3 separate regions of the Sus scrofa genome follow, and all the other regions are linked to region 2. Evidence: chromatin contacts called from public Hi-C data. All regions are on one chromosome and are shown on one strand. The core of a region is the stretch at or near the end of the contact, and the rest is flanking DNA. Distances in the headings are between cores, read along the strand shown. Region 1 holds the start of SCAMP3 (secretory carrier membrane protein 3). Region 2 holds the start of MSTO1 (misato 1, mitochondrial distribution and morphology regulator). Region 3 holds the start of MTX1 (metaxin 1).

Evidence for each region. A called contact is a pair of places that touch in the nucleus more often than the background predicts.
Region 1: a Hi-C map of liver shows a contact between it and region 2, with 2.3 times the contacts expected there. The contact joins the promoter of SCAMP3 here to the promoter of MSTO1 in region 2. A contact is called at or near these places in 2 of 5 promoter capture datasets (fetal skeletal muscle and liver) and 2 of 47 Hi-C or Micro-C datasets (heart right ventricle and liver).
Region 3: a contact with region 2 is called in a Hi-C map of liver, with 2.3 times the contacts expected there. The contact joins the promoter of MTX1 here to the promoter of MSTO1 in region 2. A contact is called at or near these places in 1 of 5 promoter capture datasets (fetal skeletal muscle) and 2 of 47 Hi-C or Micro-C datasets (liver and mesenchymal stem cells).

The regions. Positions count from the first base shown.
Region 1 is chr4:94,569,153-94,571,852 of Sscrofa11.1, forward strand. SCAMP3 (secretory carrier membrane protein 3) reads left to right here and starts at 1,411. Exons shown (of 9, transcript NM_001185169.1): 1 at 1,411-1,693; 2 at 2,019-2,096. The coding sequence starts at 1,628. It overlaps CLK2 (dual specificity protein kinase CLK2), which reads left to right. Exons shown (of 12, transcript XM_021089727.1): 12 at 399-932. The coding sequence ends at 584.
Region 2 is chr4:94,251,256-94,253,955 of Sscrofa11.1, forward strand. MSTO1 (misato 1, mitochondrial distribution and morphology regulator) reads right to left here and starts at 1,311. Exons shown (of 14, transcript NM_001244634.1): 1 at 1,217-1,311; 2 at 970-1,105; 3 at 405-474; 4 at 245-320. The coding sequence starts at 1,300. LOC100525517 (a long non-coding RNA gene) reads left to right here and starts at 1,451. Exons shown (of 4, transcript XR_303111.3): 1 at 1,451-1,856.
Region 3 is chr4:94,610,054-94,612,877 of Sscrofa11.1, forward strand. It overlaps MTX1 (metaxin 1), which reads right to left and starts at 1,386. Exons shown (of 8, transcript NM_001039750.1): 1 at 1,292-1,386; 2 at 1-36. The coding sequence starts at 1,372. It overlaps THBS3 (thrombospondin-3), which reads left to right and starts at 2,649. Exons shown (of 23, transcript XM_013997018.2): 1 at 2,649-2,791. The coding sequence starts at 2,713.

The DNA of each region.
Region 1 (2,700 bases), core at 161-2,660, 320 kb after region 2:
TTGATAGAAGAGAGATGAGGGAGTGGTTTTATGGAGGGAATGAGGTTAGACAGCCATGTTTGAGCCAACCAGAGATGAAAGCAATGTCCTGGATTCTTTAGGTCAGACAGAAAAGCATAAACTACCTTTGAAGAGCTTACTTTTTAATGAGGAGCTAAAGAAGATTCCTGAAGTTGACAAGGATATACAAGTAGAACTTTCAAAAAGTATGAAGGAATAATGGTGCTAGTGGGAAGGTAGAACATCAGAAATGGTTACAGTGTGGTCATGGTTAGGTAGCATTCGTAACGGTTGTCCGCAGAGCCTTGGTCCTCCAGGATTGGAAGCCAGGGCCTTGAAGAAGAAGGCAGGGTTTGTAAGGCATCGTGCCTCACCTTTTTCCTGCCCTCCACCACCAGCGGTATCTGACCTCAGAGGCAGAAGAACACCACCAGCTCTTCGATCTGATTGAAAGCATGCTAGAATATGAACCTGCTAAGCGGCTGACCTTGGGTGAAGCCCTTCAGCACCCTTTCTTCGCCCGCCTTCGGGCTGAGCCACCTAACGCCAAGTTGTGGGACTCCAGTCGGGATATCAGTCGGTGACGATCAGGCCCTGGGCCCCCCTGCGTTTCTGACAGCAGTGGGTGTCCAGTCCAGGACACTGGTGCTTTTTTATACAAGAGAACAGAACCGGAGCCCACTCCTTCCTCCTGGCTCCGTGTGTACCTGTGAATATGTGAAATAGTGTAAATATGAAAGAACTTAATACCTATTGCTTCAACCCCTGCCTTGTACATAATGCTGTCCCATCTCACACTCTTCCCGCCCTCACCTGCCCCTTCACAGTTGAGTTGGATGGGGGCAGAATGAGGTAACCAGGTGGCATCAATCCCATGTTTTATAAGGAATTTTGTACAGTCTTTGTGAAATAAAATGACGTGCTTCATCGGACCCCCCTCCCTGGAGTTTGAGGTTTGGGGGGATGCTGGGGTGGAGGGATTGTCAACAAAGGGAGTCCCATCTTACCCTGCGACATTAATCATAGGCTGCCAGTTTATCTGCCCAGTCTGTCTCAGGAGAGTAGTAATGAGTAAGGTAAGATTTCTTGGTTAGAATGAAGGGCTAATGAAGCACTTTGATCTGGAATGACGAGTTGGGAAAGAAGTTCCGATTACTATAGCTGTTAGGCCGGGCCCCAGGATAGAGCCAGAAATCCAGATTTAAAACTTACTCAATAGAGCTCCTGGCAGGCGGCCGCCGCCACCTCCACCACCACCGGCGGGTAGGTCTCCCGTCGCAACTCTCCCAAGGCTAGGATAGACTCAGGTTCTGACGCTAGGCCCGCTGGGAGGTGTAGTTCATTAGTTGAGGGACGTCACATGACGTAGGGGCGGTACTTGGCTACCGGCAACGAGAGTTGTCACGTGGGGCACTTCCTTCTTTGCTTTTAGCCGAGACGCAGGCGCAACTCGCGGCTGCTGCGGGGATCCTTGTGACCCTTCCGGTCGGTACAGCCAATCCGTGCACAGAGAAGCGGGGCGGACCGAGAGGAGCGGAGCGGAGGGAGCTCTTGAGAGCCACGGCCGCCGCCACTGCCGCGGCAGGGGCGTGGAGGGCAGGGGGCGGCCCGGGCCGCGGTTGCAAACATGGCTCAAAGCAGAGATGGTGGAAACCCCTTCGCCGAGCCCGGCGAGCTTGACAACCCCTTTCAGGTGACTTGCGCCGGCCTCCTTGGGGCATCCTGGGGGACTTCTCGGTTCTAGAGGGTCGGGCTAACTTGTATTCCCATTCTTGACATTTGATCTGAGCAAGGGCCGCCACGTGGGAGTGACGATCAGTGAGCACCTGGGGGGCGGGCCCTGCCCCCGATAAGGAGCTGGTACTGGCAGTGTGGGGTGAAGGATTGGGAGCAGATACTGGGACAACAACGTGGCCTCCAAGCTGCAGTCCTTGCAGCCACAGGCAATTGAGAAGAGGCTCCTGTGAGTTCCTCCAGAGGCACCAGGTGCCAGCTGAGCCCCAGATCTCTGCCCACAGGACCCAGCTGTGATCCAGCACCGACCCAGCCCGCAGTATGCCACGCTTGACGTCTACAACCCTTTTGAGACCCGGGAGGTGAGATTCTGAAGAGCACAGGAGGGCCAGGAAGATTAGGGTATGCCAACAAGTCCACTCTGTTGGGGTACAGTGGACTTGTTTGCACGCGAAGGAAGGAAGAAGCAGGGTGATCTTAGCTCCCTGAGAAGCCAGTCTTCCATGGGATGTCTGAACCTTCTAAAGACACCAAGACCAAAGATCCATGTGGTTTGAGCTCTAAATATCGGTCCTGGGAGAAAGAACCTGGAGTCTCTTAGTGCCTGAACCAAGGCTCTGTCTAGGGAGGCTTCTTTAGAGATGAAAAGGGATGGGGCTGTTTGGAGTTGAGGAGAAAACGATCTATGCTTAGGTGTACAATTCGAAAGCAAGAAACGAAAGTGACTAGACCTGTTTATCTCGTGGGAATGGAAAATGCTAAGAGTTTTCAGAAGTTAAGGAGGTAGCTGGAGCTCTCCCGTGCTGCAGCTGCAGCAGGTTAAGGATCTGGTGTTGTCACTGCAGCAGCTCAGGGCAGTTTTTTTGTTTTGTTTTGTTTTGTTTTTTTTGTCTTTTTGCCATTTCTTTGGCCGCTCCCACGGCATATGGAGGTTCCCAGGCTAGGGGTCTAATCGGAGCTGTAGCC
Region 2 (2,700 bases), core at 61-2,560:
AATCTACATTTAGTTTCAGGCAGAAGTTGACTTATCCCCCGTCACTTTGCTGGTCACAACATAAGCCTCCTTTCTGTTCACATAGTCATAGTCCTTTAGGAGAAAAAAGGGCTTTTTCCCAAAATACCATTTTAGGGCATTTTAAGATGACTAAAATTCTTTTTTTTTTTTTTTTTTTTCCTGTCCCAGTGGAGGCACTGTGGTTGTAGCACTGGGTTTAAACGTTGAGGACAGAGGTCCTTACCTCTGCACCCAGCAGGTCCTGGAGATAAGGGTTCTTGGGATAGAGTTCCTCTTTGTGTGTGGTGAGCTTTCCCTGCCTGAAAGAAATTGAAGATTGGTCAAAGTGACAGTGTCCCTGAGTTCTCCAGGTCCTCTCAGAATATCACAAATGTCACAAATACCATGCTATTGCAGCATCTAGCTGTTTGTCTCTGTAGAGTCCACCTTCTTGTTTTAGGGAGCTCAGACTACCTGCACAAAAATAACAGGCAATGTTAGGTAAAGCCGAGTCCCTCCCATCCTTCAGCTAGTCTGGTCACCTGACAACCTGCTGTCACCATCACTCCAGCACTTGGCTCTTTCAAGCTTTCTTGAATATACATGTGTTGAAATTTTTTTTTTTTTTTTTTTTTTGCCTTGGAGAACCTAGATTCCGTCCTTCTCTTCCCAGCTTAGTTGTTAGCGGTGGGACCTGGGCAAAGACCACATCCAGCGATCCTGCGGGAGTGCCGCTATGTCCAGAGGCATAGTAGCCCATCCCAGAGATGGCTCTTGAACAGAAAAGGGTTTTGCGTTCTTTCGCCCCCTCGGTGTTGGCATACTGTGGTTATCTCTCCCTATGGCTCCTTATCTCTGGTCCTTGAGTCTAGTAGAGTCGGGGTCGAGGATCTTGAAGTCAACGAAGGGTGGAGACTCCGCACGTGAAGGGAAACATTGGGAACTGCCCGACCTCGGCCACAGCCTCACCCTTCAGATCCATGAGGATGAGTCTCGGCGTGTAGGTCTCTTGGCCGTGTAACGTCCGGCCGGTACGGTACAGGACATCAGGACACAGCTCTCCTGGCGGCTCCTTAGCATCGGTCGGCCTGCACAGCGCAGCATCCTGCGGAGACACAGAGGAAAGACTGGACTCAGGGATGGCGAGAGGAACAGGCCAGAAGGATGGGCTAGAAACCCCGAAAGGCTCAGCTGAACAGCCTCCCAGAGACCTCACCTGCTGATTCCACCAGTGCGCTCCCACGAAACCCGCAAAATGTCCCAACTGCAAAGTGAGCACCTCCCGGGCCCCGCCCGCCATGCCGCGCGGCTCCACACGGCAGCAGGGCAGCTGCCGGCCCACTCGCTGCTCCTAGCCGATTGGCTCGGCCGGCTTGTGGGCGGGGGCCTTATTCCTGGCTCCCTATTGGTCCAAAAGCACATCTTTTCCCATGGGCTAAATGATTCGTTGGGCTTTAAAGACACCGCTCATCATGCCCCGCCTCTTCCTAGTGTGGACCAGTTCTGCTTACCCTTGTCGTCGAGGGGCGGTGCCCCACGGCGCAGGCCGGAAATTGTAGGCGCCGGGTCCGTTGCGCCATACTGGAGAGTCCTCCGCGCGTGTGATCTCTGCAGGTCTTGTTGGATCCCTGGCGCTGTTCCCTGAAGAATCTCTTACCTACACTTTCCGGCTTTTGGCGGCTTTTGTCTCTTCTCTCACAGGAGAATTCTGCTGGCTAATAGTGCTTCAGGCGAAAAATAAAACCTTGCCAGAAAACTTCCAGTAGAGCCTCACACACTCTCCCCGCCTTCCGGTCCAAAAGGCATAGCCTTCCTGACTTCTCACCCTGTGTACTGGCGGTGTCTGTCTATCTAATGTAAGTGAATCGGAGTACTTATTCTTTTGCGTCTGCCTTTTGCTCAATATTGTTTTTTTGTACACTTGTAGTTCATTTTCATTGCTTCAGAATAGTCCTTTGTATGAATATACCGCAAAAGATCTGCTCTGCTAATAGATTTTGGAATTGTTTGCAATTTGGGGCTATTAGGTGCTATAGTTAACATTCTTGAGCACACATTTCTATTGGATATATATATACCTGGGAGTGTAATTGTTCTGTCATAAGGATGGCTGTTTGGATTTGGGAAGTAACACCAAATTCTTTTCTAAATTTTCTAATTTTCATTTTCACCATCAGTATAGGGGAGTTTGCAGGTGATGTTCCATAACCTTGCTAACCTTTAAAAGAGAATTCCCGCTGTGGCCCAGTAGGTTAGGAGTCCGCTGAGCCCCCACCCTGGCCAGGAACTTCTGTATGCATCGGTGAGGTTTAAAAAAAAAAAAAAAGAAACTTTAGCCCTAATCATATGGGTTTTAATTTTCTTGATTATTAGTGATATTCAGAACACCTTTTTGTATATCAGCCATCAAGATATCTTTTTTTTTTTTTTTTTCCTTTTTAAGGCGGCACCTGTGGCATATGGAAGTTCCTAGGCTGAGGTTGGAATCTGAGCTGCAGATGCTGACCTACACCAGGGATTGAACCTGAATCTTCTTGGATACTAGTCGGGTTCATTACTGCTAGGCCACAACGGGAACTCCAGGATACTTCTGTGAAGTGGATGCTCAGGCCTCTTGCCCATGTTTCTTTTGGGTTGTTTTCATCCATTTGTAGGAGTAAGTACTTTATCCTGGAAACAAGGCCTTTGTCAATTATATGT
Region 3 (2,824 bases), core at 136-2,635, 360 kb after region 2:
CACCTTGAGTGGGGCACCAGTAAATCTGGCATAGGTCTGCAGGGAAGGAAGCAGAAGGCAGAGAGGCCAGGGACATGGCCCCCACAGGGGAATCAAGAAAAGAAATAACATTTATTGAATACCTTTTGTGTTATGCCCTATGCTTCATAATTGCCTTACCAAAAAAAAAAAAAAAAAAGTTGACATTATGTTCTTTTTTTTTTTTTTTTGTCTTTCTGCCATTTCTTGGGCTGCTCCCTCGGCATCTGGAGGTTCCCAGGCTAGGGGTCAAATCGGAGCTGTAGCCGCCGGCCTACACCAGAGCCACAGCAACTCGGGATCCGAGCTGTGTCGACAACCTACAGCTCACGGCAACACCGGATCCTTAACCCACTGAGTGAGGCCAGGGATCGAACCCACAACCTCATGGTTCCTAGTCGGATTCATTAACCACTCCGCCAAACGGGAACTCCTATGTTCCCATTTTACAGTGGGTAACACAGGGCTCAGAGAGATGATGGACATGTCCATGATTACAAGTCAGCCAGAAAAATCCTTTCCTCTACCTTCTTTCCTGCCATTTCCCGGTGAACACTTAACCTCATTTGGAAGCACTGACCATGCCTTTCTTTGGAGTCTCTATGGACTGTTCATACTTATAACTTAGCACCAGAACATTTTATTACACTTATTTGCTGACATGTCTACCTTTCTGTAAACACCACCAGGGGAGGGACCACATGCTATTTATCTTTGCATGCCAATGTTTGGTATTTGTAAGATGCCTAATACATGCTTATTAAATGAAAGAGTGAATGAATGAGTGAACTAGTCTGACTCCAAAGCTCTATCTACAGAGCCTGGCTGTGGGCTTTTTGGTTCAATGAACAATAACCTCAGTCAGTGCTGTTGAATGAGGAGGAGGAGGGAGGGAGGTTGAGAAGGCAGAGACCTGCGGAGTCGGAGAACTCTGAGATCGTCCAGCCTCAGTAAACAAGCGGATGAAGAAAACAGCGCCCAGAGAGAAGGGATCGCTCCAAGGTCACACAGCCAATAAATGGACATGCGAGAACTAAAACTCATCTCCTGAACCTCTGACCAGCACCCGTTCCATTGCCAAACAAAAACTAGGCTGCTAATGGCAAAGGACACGGTATGTGAGTCCATACTGGCCAGGCACGCTCTTTGATTGCCTCAGTTTCCCCCAATGCGCCCGTGCTGAGGCGCCCTGGCAAAATCCGGTGATTGGCTAGTCCGAGCCCCCTCCCCAGTCCTCCAGGGCGCAGCAGAGGGCGCTGGCGCCACCCCTCACCAGCACGGCCAGACTGTCCAGGTCCACGGACGGCAGCCCCCAGCCCCCTGACCAGCAGAACAGCTCCATGGGCGCCGCCATCTTGCCCGCCCTTTGTCCCGGAAGCACCTCCCCCTGCGCTTCAGCCCTCCTCCGCGCGGATCCGCCCCCCGCCCCTACGACTGTTCACAGTGGGGAGCTGGGGGGAGGCCCTCGGGAAGGCGCTGCTTATCCCAGCCCAGAAGGCGGCCTGACGGCGTGGGGCGGAACCGAAGGCTTCGGGGGAGGGCGGCAGCGGTCCGATCCACAGGCGGCTCGCGAAGGGGGGAAGGGCTTTCATCCCGGCGCGCCTAAGAGAGTCCCGGAGCCTTGGCCGAGGGGAGCCCCGAGCCTCTGAAGGCTCAGCGGGCCCAGAAGGGGGCTTTGGGCTCCTGGGCAGGCTCTGGGTGCCCTCACAGATCTGCAAGAGGTCTGGGCTGCTTCGGGCCCCCTCAGGGCTCGGCCCCGAGCGGGGGCTGCGGGGGGGGTCCCCCGAGCCGCATGTTTTCCACAGCGCGTTATGTTTGGAGCCGGCCCCGCGCCTCCTGTCGCCATGGAAACAAAACAGGGGCGGTGGCGGAGGCCGAAGCTAGGCCGGGCTGGGGCCTGGGTGGGGGGAGGGGAGGTGGGGCTCTGGGACTGTTGCCTTGGCAACGGGAACCGAGGCGCCCCTCCGTTTCATCCGGGTCGTGGCCTGTCTGCCTGTACCCCCAAGTGTTCTCAGTCTGCCCCCCGGCCCCTGGCCTGTCCTCTGGTCTCCTCCTGTCCTTGGCGTCCCTTTCCCTATTTCTTCACTCCAGCCTCACTGACCACTGTTGTAGACTTTCCCTCCAGTTTCCACCAGACTCTTCTAGACTCCCAGGTTTTCCTAGTAATGAAGGAAAGTGGAAGCACAGGGACAAGGCATGGGACCATCACCCTAATAAAGAGCACTTGCTCTGTCGGAGGAGCAAACGTCATGCCATGTGGGCATCCCCTGGGCACTATAGCAAGCTAGTTTCAGCCACTCCCTTGGAATTCTCTCGTACCAGCTGTGGAATAATGCTCACTGTCTGGCACTGCCCCTGCCAAAGTTGCCTGCCTTCCCCAACTGTGGCTTCCAGAAGACAGTAGCATTCGGTAGCAACCCCCAAGAGCGAGATGCAGGGGAGAGGGAGGCACCTGGGGGAGAGCACCATTAGGGAGAGGCGCGAGGCAAGGAGGCCTCCAGGACTCTTCCTCAGTGCCCCTGGTTCCCGGAGCTGAGGATGCCTCCAGGGTGATTGGCAGCTCTTTGTTTCAGCCCCCCCTCACCGCCTGCCGGCCCCCCCCTCCAGTCCCTCCGCCCCCCTCTCCTGCTCTCCGCCTAGCCTTTTCCCCTCCCAGCCGCCTGCCTGCCAGGGGTAGTGAGCCGGCTGAGCGGCATGGAGACGCAGGAACTTCGGGGGGCCCTGGCTCTTCTCTTCCTTTGCACTTTCGCATCTGCCAGTCAGGACCTGCAGGGTAAGCCAGTACCAATTCTCAGAGCCCCCTCTC